Regions from separate parts of the Rattus norvegicus genome. Here region 1 is linked to region 2. Evidence: chromatin contacts called from public Hi-C data. All regions are on one chromosome and are shown on one strand. The core of a region is the stretch at or near the end of the contact, and the rest is flanking DNA. Distances in the headings are between cores, read along the strand shown. Region 1 holds the start of Glrx5 (glutaredoxin 5). Region 2 overlaps Syne3 (spectrin repeat containing, nuclear envelope family member 3).

Region 1 (4,538 bases), core at 894-3,393, 96 kb before region 2:
AATATCAACAACAACAACAAAAAAGAGCTAAATTCTTGTGTCATCTGAGCACCTAATGGTGAGAGACCAGGCACGTGAGGTGGACGACAGAGCAGGTCCTGATACTCGTTCTCAGATTGGTTGTCCCCGGTGTATCTTCCCTCCAGTTACACTAAACAGGGGAACATAAATCCTAAGCCAAAGCTCCTCAGACCTCATATTAAGCAAGATATCCACAGTGTAGCGTCTGCTAAGAGCCACACTGGCGGGGTGACCGCAGGTAGGTAGGTCCTAGCTCCGAGGCTGCAGAGTAGCTGCTTATCTCCCCCCTGCAAGGAGCCACCTCTGACCCAAAGCCACAACGTGCCCTGGGCCAGATAACCCCAGAGCCTCACAAGCAGCCAAATGTTAGCTGAGGAGGAAAACACGGGGTTCAGAGCACAAGGCACGTCTGGCCATCATCCCTGGTAGCACTCGTTCAGTTGCTCTTTCTCTGCTTCACCCCAGAGCCACGCCCATCAAAACCATCCCAGGGAACTAATGTGGGGTCAGCCACGAAACACCATGGAAAGCCGTCAGGTTTAATAATAAAGTTGCTGCCACTTAGTGGGTGCCTCTCGGGCCAGAGAGGATGGCATTATATACAGTATGGAAGGGAAAGGAGGAATTCCCACAATGCAGTGCAGTCTGGCTTTGAACTGGTGATCCCCCTGCCTCTGCCTGCAGAGAACTGGGGCTACAGAAGTGAGTTTCTATGCCCAGCTATAGTTTTTATCGTCTCTCGTTTCCTCACGGACTCTGCCAGGTTCAGGGTCATAATTCTTCATTTTACTTATGGCTGTGCTGCAGACCAATCACAGACCATTCCAAAGCAAACCTGATCTCCACAGCCCCAGCCTCAAGAAGAATGACCATACCACGATGAATAGCTATAATTAGTAATTTCAAACGCTGCATACTCCATTCTCATAGAAAAGGCTCCTTTCAGCAGTGACCAAACCAGAGCACCAGGTCAGTAAGAAGACTGGGGGGATTTCTAGAATGCGGGGTTCCCCAGATACCACTGAAGGAGGAGCAGGGAGAGGGGAGAGGGCAGCTTTTTCATTACTCGGCCCACCCTGACCAATTCTTGCCAAGGATCAGGACCAAATCCCTGGCCTTTCTCTTCCCCTGCTCAGAGTAAGCAAAAGACTGAGAGAAAGGATTTCAACTAGACTTCAGGACTCAGTCTCTTTGCCTTGGGGTTAGTGAAAAGCAACAGGTTTGGCTGTTCTGCTCTCTGCCCTTTGGCCCCCAACCTTGCTGCAGTTCGGGGGTCAGAAGTCTTAGTGGCTTTCTCTTCCCGCTGTGTCTCTACCATGTTCACACAGGGTTCTTTGGTGCTACAGTCCCTAAAAACCAAAGTCCGTGTCTTTCCCAACGTTGAGTCCAGCTAGACTATGGTGAAACCTCTGCGGCAAGAAGACAGTCCCTGACCCTCGGTGCCTTAAACATTAGAGGTCAGCCTCTGACCTCGTTAGGCACACACAGGCAAGCCTGAGACCTCCTCCCTACATAGGCGGCATCAGTCCCTCACCTAGCAAGTAGGCTGCTGGCTTCCAAGCCCTCCAAGTGTCCCCAAGGTACTCGCTGTGAGTCCCCCTCTCAGACAGCCAGTCCCCAATCTACCTGTTCTGACGGATCACGCTTCGGACTACCCCACACCTATGCAGCCAGGAACATCTCTCCCCGAGAGGGGCCGAGGCGAACCCTCCCTCCGCCCAGGTGGCTTCGCAACTAGGGAGGGCCCTTACTCCTCGAGATCTGCTCAAGTTCACCGCGCCCTCGTCGCCAGGTCCCACGGGCCTGACCTTGCCTCAGCTCCGGGTCCTCCAGCACGTTGTAGGCCGCATAGTCGCGGACTCCGTGCAGCCGCAGGATCTGTACCACGGCGTTGCTGAAGCCGCACTGGGGCTGCTCGGGCGTCCCCTTGAGGAACACCACCACCTTGTCCTTCTTCACCAGCGCGTCCAGCTGCTCCGCCTGGCCGCCCGAGCTTGCTGCCCGCACGCCGGCTCGGGGCAGGACTCCGCCACCCGCGCCGCGCCCCCAGCGGAGCAGAGCCGCGGCCGCCCGGCTCAGGGACGCGCTCATGCCCGCTCGCTGATCACCGCTTCTGCGGCCACCCGAGGGCTTACAGAGCCCTTGGTGTCCGGCCGGCCCACTGGAAGTTCTCATTGGATAGGCTCTGGGATGAGTCTCGTGATTGGACAATACTGGCTCAATTCCACCAATCATATCGCTTACACCGTAACGGTGGGCCTTCCCTGGGAGCCGCATCCTACAGGCTTGCTAGTGAGCCTGGACGACCACTTTGCGTGTTGATTGGACAAACTGGACGTCCGTCAGTAAAGGACAGCAAGAGGTGTGACTACAGGAAGACGGCTTTCCTCCAGCGTGCGTTCGAGGCCTGCAGGGAAAAGCCAGGATGACAGGGCAGGCGCAAGGCGGGGCTTCTGCCGCCCGCGGCACGCCGGGAAGGAATCACGTCAGACGCAGTTTCCGGTTCCGTTTGCGGCGACTGATTTTTAAGGTAATGCGGTCCGATAGTCCTGCGAAGGCGTGCGCCAGAGAGGTGGTGGGCCTTCACGCATCACTAGCTGAGGTGAGCCGCCAACTTGGCGTATACTGACCAGCCTCGAACCCGCCATGCACGTGGACAGCCAAGCCGTGTGCTGCTGCCTCACGTGGAGTCTTCCTCTAGAATGATCTTTTAGCATAAAAATATCATTATTGTGTATGTATGATCTATGTGCATACACCTGCCACAGCGTGTGAATAGAAGTCAGAAGACAACTTTGTGTGGTCAGATCCCTACTTCCGCCTATTATAAAGGATCCAGTGATGGAACTCTGGGGTGCAGGGTAAGTCCCTTGACACTCTGAGCCATCTCCCTGGCCTCTAGAATGATGTTCTTATCCTACAAACGTGTAAAGTACTCTAGCTGTGGGACGGCTGTCTTTGGGGTCTCGGTGACCCTTCTGCCCACATAACCCCCTGTTGCTGGGGTCAGGACCGTTTATTGAAAGAACTAAGAAATTGGAGGTTGCTGAACCCTGTGACCGTTGTCTGCAAAGTTCCTTGCCTACTAAGAGGCTGAGATAAGAGGATCTGTTGAACTCAAGATTTCTAAATAAACCTGGGCCATACAGCAAGATCTTTTAAAGAGGAGAAACAGAAAGTATGAGGATATAGGTCAGTAGTAGGTCGCTTTCCGAGTGTAAGCGACGTCTGAGTTCCACCCCCATGCATACAGACAGTAATAAAAGAGAGTGTTCTGTCAGTGATGATCGCCCATGGGTAGAGCGCTTGCACATCTGGGGACGGTGCAGAAGAATAAGCAGGCTAGTTGTTTGCTTTGCCCTCTCCATTTTATATATTGCTTGGCATGTACTTCCCCTTAGAACAGAGCCCCAGACATGGTCGGTGCTCACACTGGTAGCACGGGGATCCAGATCCTGGCCAGCAGGACTCAGTGGCCCTCTATCTAATCTGTAGTCTTGGACCTGCGCTGGGTTGGTGGTACCCTCGAGCACACCAGACTTGCAGAAAAAGCATACTCCAGAGGAAGCTGAGGCATGCCTGCTCGAGAGCCAGCGGTTCCATGTGCAATTTTCCTCTGATAAATCCTGGGTACTGTTGCCACGGTGATAATGACTGTGCCGTGTCATTGTCGATCCACCAACAGTCAGAGAAGCTTTGCAGTCAAGATATTGTTTAGCAGACGGAGCGGTTTCTGTTGGACACTAAGTGCTGCTACAAGACCTCGAGTTACTAACGGTGTTGCTGGAAGTGGCCCGTTTGCACCTGGGGAGTGAATGTAAAAATCAGAGAGTGTACACACATGACCCGTGGAGCCCGCTAGGTCGAGGCTCCGCTGGAAACCCGAGCCACGGGGAAACTGAAGACAGATGGGAACCGCCTAGCGGATTCCTTGTCGTTGTGTTGAGTCCTGTTCCTTTTCTGATGGCAAGCCCCAAACTAAAACCTTGTTCTTTCACAGATTCCAGACACCGTACAAAGATGTTTGCAAGAAAAGCAGAGGTAAAAATAGCTGCTCCAAAAGTCAGACACCTGTGTGGGTTAAGTCACCCCAGCATCCGGGAGCTTTTATTCATTCTTACATTGCTGTAAGTAGTTTTAAATAAATAAATAAATAAATAAATAAATAAATAAATAAAGGAAGCCGTGTGTCTGGTTTTCATTCTTACATCGCTGTAAGTAGTTTTAAATAAATAAATAAATAAATAAATAAATAAATAAATAAATAAGGGAAGCCGTGTGTCTGGTTGGCTTTGGTGCTCCCTGGGTGAAGGGGAAGAATTTGCAGACTGTTCTGGTGACCTGGACGCAGAGCAGTGGTGATAAACAGCATGCTGCTAACTATTAGTAGTAACAATATTCCTGGCCAAAAAAAAAAAAAAAACAAAAACCAGCTTAAGGGAGTAAGAATCTCACGGCTTGAGGATATAGACTTTGTCTCACAGCTTGAGGGTATAGACTTCATGGCAGGACAGACA
Region 2 (4,884 bases), core at 1,560-4,059:
ACACTGTAGCTGTCTTCAGACACACCAGGAGAGGGCATCAGATCTCATTACAGATGGTTGTGAGCCACCATGTGGGTGCTGGGAATTGAACTCAGGACCTCTGGAAGAGCAATCAGTGCTCTTAACCACTGAGCCATCTCTCCAGCCCGGGTATTTCTGTTATATATTTTTGCTTTTCATTCTTGGGGTCGCATATTGTCATGTGGCTGCTTTTTGTCCTGAACAAAATATATATTAAGACTAATTTGGGACTTAGGATAATCTCTTCCAACAGAGATGATTTTGTTTGCTATTGTCAAAAAAAATGGGGGCTTTATGATTCTGGGACCGCTGAGTCCACGTTCAAGGGCCACAAACTCCAACTAAGCTATGAGTACACTCAAGGCCTGGATTCACTTACTCCGAGAACAATTCTGTGGGCATCTCATTACAAAGAGAATAGGCCCCTGCCTCTACCAGGCCCAGGTTTCGTCTTTCTTCGCCTTATCTTTGGGAGGCTTCGGAAGCTTCAGAGCTGATGTAATTTCCCCCTAGGTTGGCAAAAGTCCTAAGCAACAGGAGGTCTGGACAGAGGCCTCCCTTCTCAGGCCTCGTCCATGTCCAGGGCTTCTGTGGTGCTTTGACTTGGCTTGGGATTGAACCCAGGGCCTCCATCCAACGTGCTAGGCAAGTGCTCTGCCATGGAGCTGTTCCCACCGCCTTCCTCGGTCTTGTCCTTACTAGCTGTCCCTGTTTTTGTGAATCCATTGCTGGCTTTAAATGTTGCCCTGTGTTCTCAGTGCAAGGCTTAGCCCACAGAGGGAGCTGCATGAGTGTCTCTCCACCCTCCTCCCCACCCACTACTCCAGTCACATCAACAATGACTTCTGGTCCCATCCCACACTGTGGTGGGTGCTGAGTAGCTTAGCTAGAGCCCAAAGCTGGGATTGAAGCCCAGGCTCCAGCCTGTAGACCCCTCATCCACCCATACCACAGCATCTCTCAGAACTCCCGGAAGAGGAAGTGCCGCCCTATGGTCTACTTAGAAAAGGCTTACCCGACTGAGCATCAACTCTGGCAGTCTCAAATGCCAGCAGTGTCACCTCTCGGTGATCATTTCATCGTGATGATCGCCGTGACCAACTTCTCGTGGTCCCAGCTTGTCAGTGTTGAGAGTAACAACTGTGGTCAATGGACCTCATTGCTATTCCGTATGCTGGGCGTTCTCTGACATTCTGGATGCAAGGCTCTGTAGTCGAGAACAGTTGCTGCTCTTGGAGAGGACCTGGGTTTACTTCCTGGCATCCATGTGGTGGCTCAGAAAAAGCATAACTCCAGCTCCGAGGGATCTGATTCTCTCTCCTGATCTCTGTAGACACCAGGCACACTCAGGATGCACATGGATCCAGGCAGGCAAATGCCCATGCAGATAAAATAAATATACATAGGACCAATTTTTTTTTTTGGTTCTTTTTTTCGGAGCTGGGGACCGAACCCAGGGCCTTGCGCTTCCTAGGTAAGCGCTCTACCACTGAGCTAAATCCCCAGCCCCCATAGGACCAATTTTTAACAAGAACATTTTTATCTGCTTGTATGTCTGTGCCCTTGTGTGCCACATGTGTGCCTGGTGCCCTTGGAGACCAGAAGGAGGGCATCAGATTCCTTGGGACTAAAGTTAGAGATAGTTACAAGCCAACATTTGGGTACTGAGAATTGAACTCAGGTTCTCTGCAAGAGCAGCCGTAACTTGTAAGCATTGAGCTGTCTTTCCATCCCTAAAAAACCCTTTTTAAAAAAACTTGCATGGATGAGCGTCTCATGTTACTGGTCCAGTCTACTTTTCCCAGCATGCCTCGGATGGCACTTGATTGGCTCATTCTTCCCAGCCGGGTGGGGTTCGTGAGTCACTGGGCAGCTGTGGCATGATGCTGCCGTCTTCTCTCTCAGGAGCTGGAGGCTCGGATCCCAGAAGGACAGATCCTCTTTGAGAACCTGCTTCGTCACAGACCAGCAAGGGACCCCTCCAATGAGCTGGAAGATCTGCGATACCGGTGGATGCTCTACAAGTCCAAGCTCAAGGGCTCCGGCGACCTGCTGGTGGGTGTTGGTCGGGGGTAGGGGAGAGGCTGGGGTCCCAGGGGGCACCCATGTCTTGGGGAGACAGAGTCCATCTACCCATGTTTGTTCCTGTGTATCCATATGTCAGGCCAATGTGGCTGCTTAAAGGAAGAGAGGGGACACTCTTGGGTCTCAGGCTCTTAGCGTGTAATATTATATGTCCATCTGACCTCCCGGAGAAGCTGGAGTCCTGGGACTAAGGGCAGTGACTCCTCCTCAGTACATAAAGATGTCTCCCTCTCACCATGTTAGTTTTAGGTCATTTCCGCATTTGGTTGTAGAGCTGACTCCGGCGGGAATAGCTGAGCCCCAACCCCAATGCCAATGCTAGAAGGGCCACAGAGCCCTTCACTGGGGTCTGATGTTGCCATAGGGATGAGTCCTGAGACTCGGCTCCTCTCTTCCCCTAGCCTTGACCTTTGACCCTTTTGTCTCCTGGACTTCCTGTCTCTTAGGCAAACCATTACTTATGGTAATGATAGCCCTTGGTTAAACAATACGGCCACTTAACTCGCCTACACAAAGGGGCATCCTTCCCTCCAAACTGGTGACAAAAGCGTGACAAAGAAGTTAAGTGTCCTAGGCCCAGGAAGGAGTAGGTAGGATGGCCTCCAGACCCCAACTTCCAGGTCTCAGAACCCAGAAGCCATAGCTTTCTGCAAGCCAGGCAGTTTTTTAATTCCGCAACTGCCAGGTTGGCCACTAGGTGTCAGCTCAGCCCAGGCCATATAGACCACATCCCCAGCTCGGGCCAAGGCCATCCAGACAGTGCCACCTGGCCCTGAAGTGTGTTAAAAAGCTCATTAAATGGGATCCCCTGCTGGTGCAGGCTGTCCAGATGACCGGCGATTTGAGCGAAATACTCCCCTGACAAAATGAATATTCTGTTACGGGTTCTGCTGGGCTTTAAGTTTTACGCGCCTAGCTGATTTTTTTTACCCCGTTTCTTCCCCCTTCCCTAAAATAACAGACGGAGAGTTCTCCAGGGGAGCTGACTGCATTCCAGAAGGTATGTGTCTGCCATCTGTTCCACACAGCTAGAGGGCAGAGAATGTGCAAGGCTGGAGGCCCGTGACTCTTGCGCAGGGTGTCTGGGTTTTCTAGAACATTCCGCGAGAGCGGGAGAGCATGGATGGAGAACCAGCTTTGGGCTGTAATGGGTTGGGCCCCGAGGAGTGTGTTCTCAGGAAGCCCCAGGCTCAGGGAGGGATTGAAGTGTGTGTAGATGACTTAACCTTGACATGAGATTGAGGAGGGACCCTGGATTTGTCATCCAGACCCTGGGGACACTCAGGAAAAGGACTGGATGCTGCTCTGATTACACCTGCGACAGCTGGTGTAAACCAGGACTGACCCAGGAGCCTGGACTATCCTGGGCAAATAGATCGTGTGGCCTCTTTGGTCCCAGGGGACACATTCAAAAGGGTGGTGGAGTCCTTTTCTCTGCCAGGCAGGCTCTTCCCACGCTGGTCACAGCAAAAATGGGAGCAGTACCAGTTCCTGCCCTCTAGGTGGCAGCACTAGAGCGATACTGGGTGTTATACAAGATGACACAGTCTAGGCTCTGTGTGCCAGGACTAGGGCTTAGTGGTCTCAGTTCCCTTTCCGGTGCTGTGACCAAATCCAACAGGAAAAAAAGACGTGAGAAAGGGTTTGCTTGGGCTCATGTTTCAGAGAATGCAGCCATGGTCTTACGGACTCATGTGCTTGGGCAGTATGTCAGAACTTTGGGAGCCTGTGGCAGAGAAGGGCTGCCCACTCACTTCCTGACCAACTATGAAGGGAGAGGGAAAGGCTGGGGAATGGGGAGGTGAAGGGGGAGGGGTGGAAGAGGGAGAAGGAGGAAATTGAACAGTGAGACCAGGCATATGTTTCAGCCAGCTGGCCCCAACTCCCAAGGTCTCTGCAACCTCCCCTAATAGGGACAGTCAGCTAGGAACCCAGCTGTCCAAACCAGAAGCCTGTGGGGACATTTGCAATTCAAGACAGGACACTTGTGGCTGGGCATCTCCATGCACCCTACCATTGACAAAATAGTTTTCTTAACTCCACTCTAAGCGCGAGGAAAAAAGCGTTGTGAAGGCTGGCTGTGTCCACCAGGCATGTGGCGGCTGACTAGCATCAGCCCTCAGGCCTCAGCACCTAATGTTTCACTGTCTCACAGTGTGCCTGGGGCTTGGAGGGTCTCCCTGATCCTGTCCCTTGCTGTCCCCGGTGTTACTATCATTAACATGAGCCCCCAGCACATTCTGGTTCAAAGGACCTGGAGTCACTTCAGATCCCTCATGCCCCAGAGTCAGCATCTCTGGTATGGACACCCTGGGTTCATTCCTGGCCTCTGGCATCTTGAGGGGACCAAGGCTGAGCCCTGGGCCCTTCAGCTAGCTCTGTGGCCTTGGACAAATCACCTTGCCTTAGGTCTCCCTTCTCAGTGTGTGAAATGGAAATACCGATATTGACTTAATTTACTCCATGAATTAATTTTGAAGGCTTGTGTGATCCAGAACATACTGGGGCAGGTGTGTCGCCCAGGATTCCCCCCCAACCCCCCCAGTTCAGAATGACATGAACTTTGTGGAGTGCAGAGGTGTCAGGAAAGGTCATGTGACCACTACTGCCTGGCCTGGTGGCCCCTGGCGGAAGATGGAAGGTACCAAGGGTATCTGCCAGTGGTTGCTGCACTTTAAGGCCCTTCATGGTTGGGAGTCCACATCCATGCATCCTAGGCCAGAGCTGATCAAGGGGCATCCAACCTTTTGACACTGAGACACAACAAGTCACAAAGAG

The links. Hi-C and Micro-C count contacts between places; a contact is called where the count stands out from the background.
Region 1: a contact with region 2 is called in a Hi-C map of hepatocytes, with 2.9 times the contacts expected there. The contact joins the promoter of Glrx5 here to the enhancer-like site in region 2. A contact is called at or near these places in 11 of 12 Hi-C or Micro-C datasets (the A7r5 cell line, the Rat2 cell line, Schwann cells and 6 more) and 1 of 1 datasets of contacts at active chromatin or transcription factors (oligodendrocytes).

Annotation. Positions count from the first base shown.
Region 1 is chr6:129,750,799-129,755,336 of GRCr8, reverse strand. It overlaps Glrx5 (glutaredoxin 5), which reads right to left and starts at 2,143. Exons shown (of 2, transcript NM_001108722.1): 1 at 1,830-2,143. The coding sequence starts at 2,112. It overlaps LOC134479255 (a long non-coding RNA gene), which reads left to right and starts at 2,507. Exons shown (of 2, transcript XR_010052351.1): 1 at 2,507-2,882; 2 at 4,022-4,203. It also overlaps Scarna13.
Region 2 is chr6:129,654,681-129,659,564 of GRCr8, reverse strand. Syne3 (spectrin repeat containing, nuclear envelope family member 3) reads left to right here. Exons shown (of 18, transcript NM_001106762.2): 16 at 1,927-2,076; 17 at 3,068-3,106. Among named protein-coding and RNA genes, the nearest start is that of Syne3, 72 kb to the left of the region's middle. Within about 2 kb of position 2,809, at least 14 of the 93 cell types and tissues checked have an H3K27ac peak or open chromatin away from gene starts, as enhancers often do. A contact at or near this core is called in the A7r5 cell line, Schwann cells and hepatocytes, where this site is marked.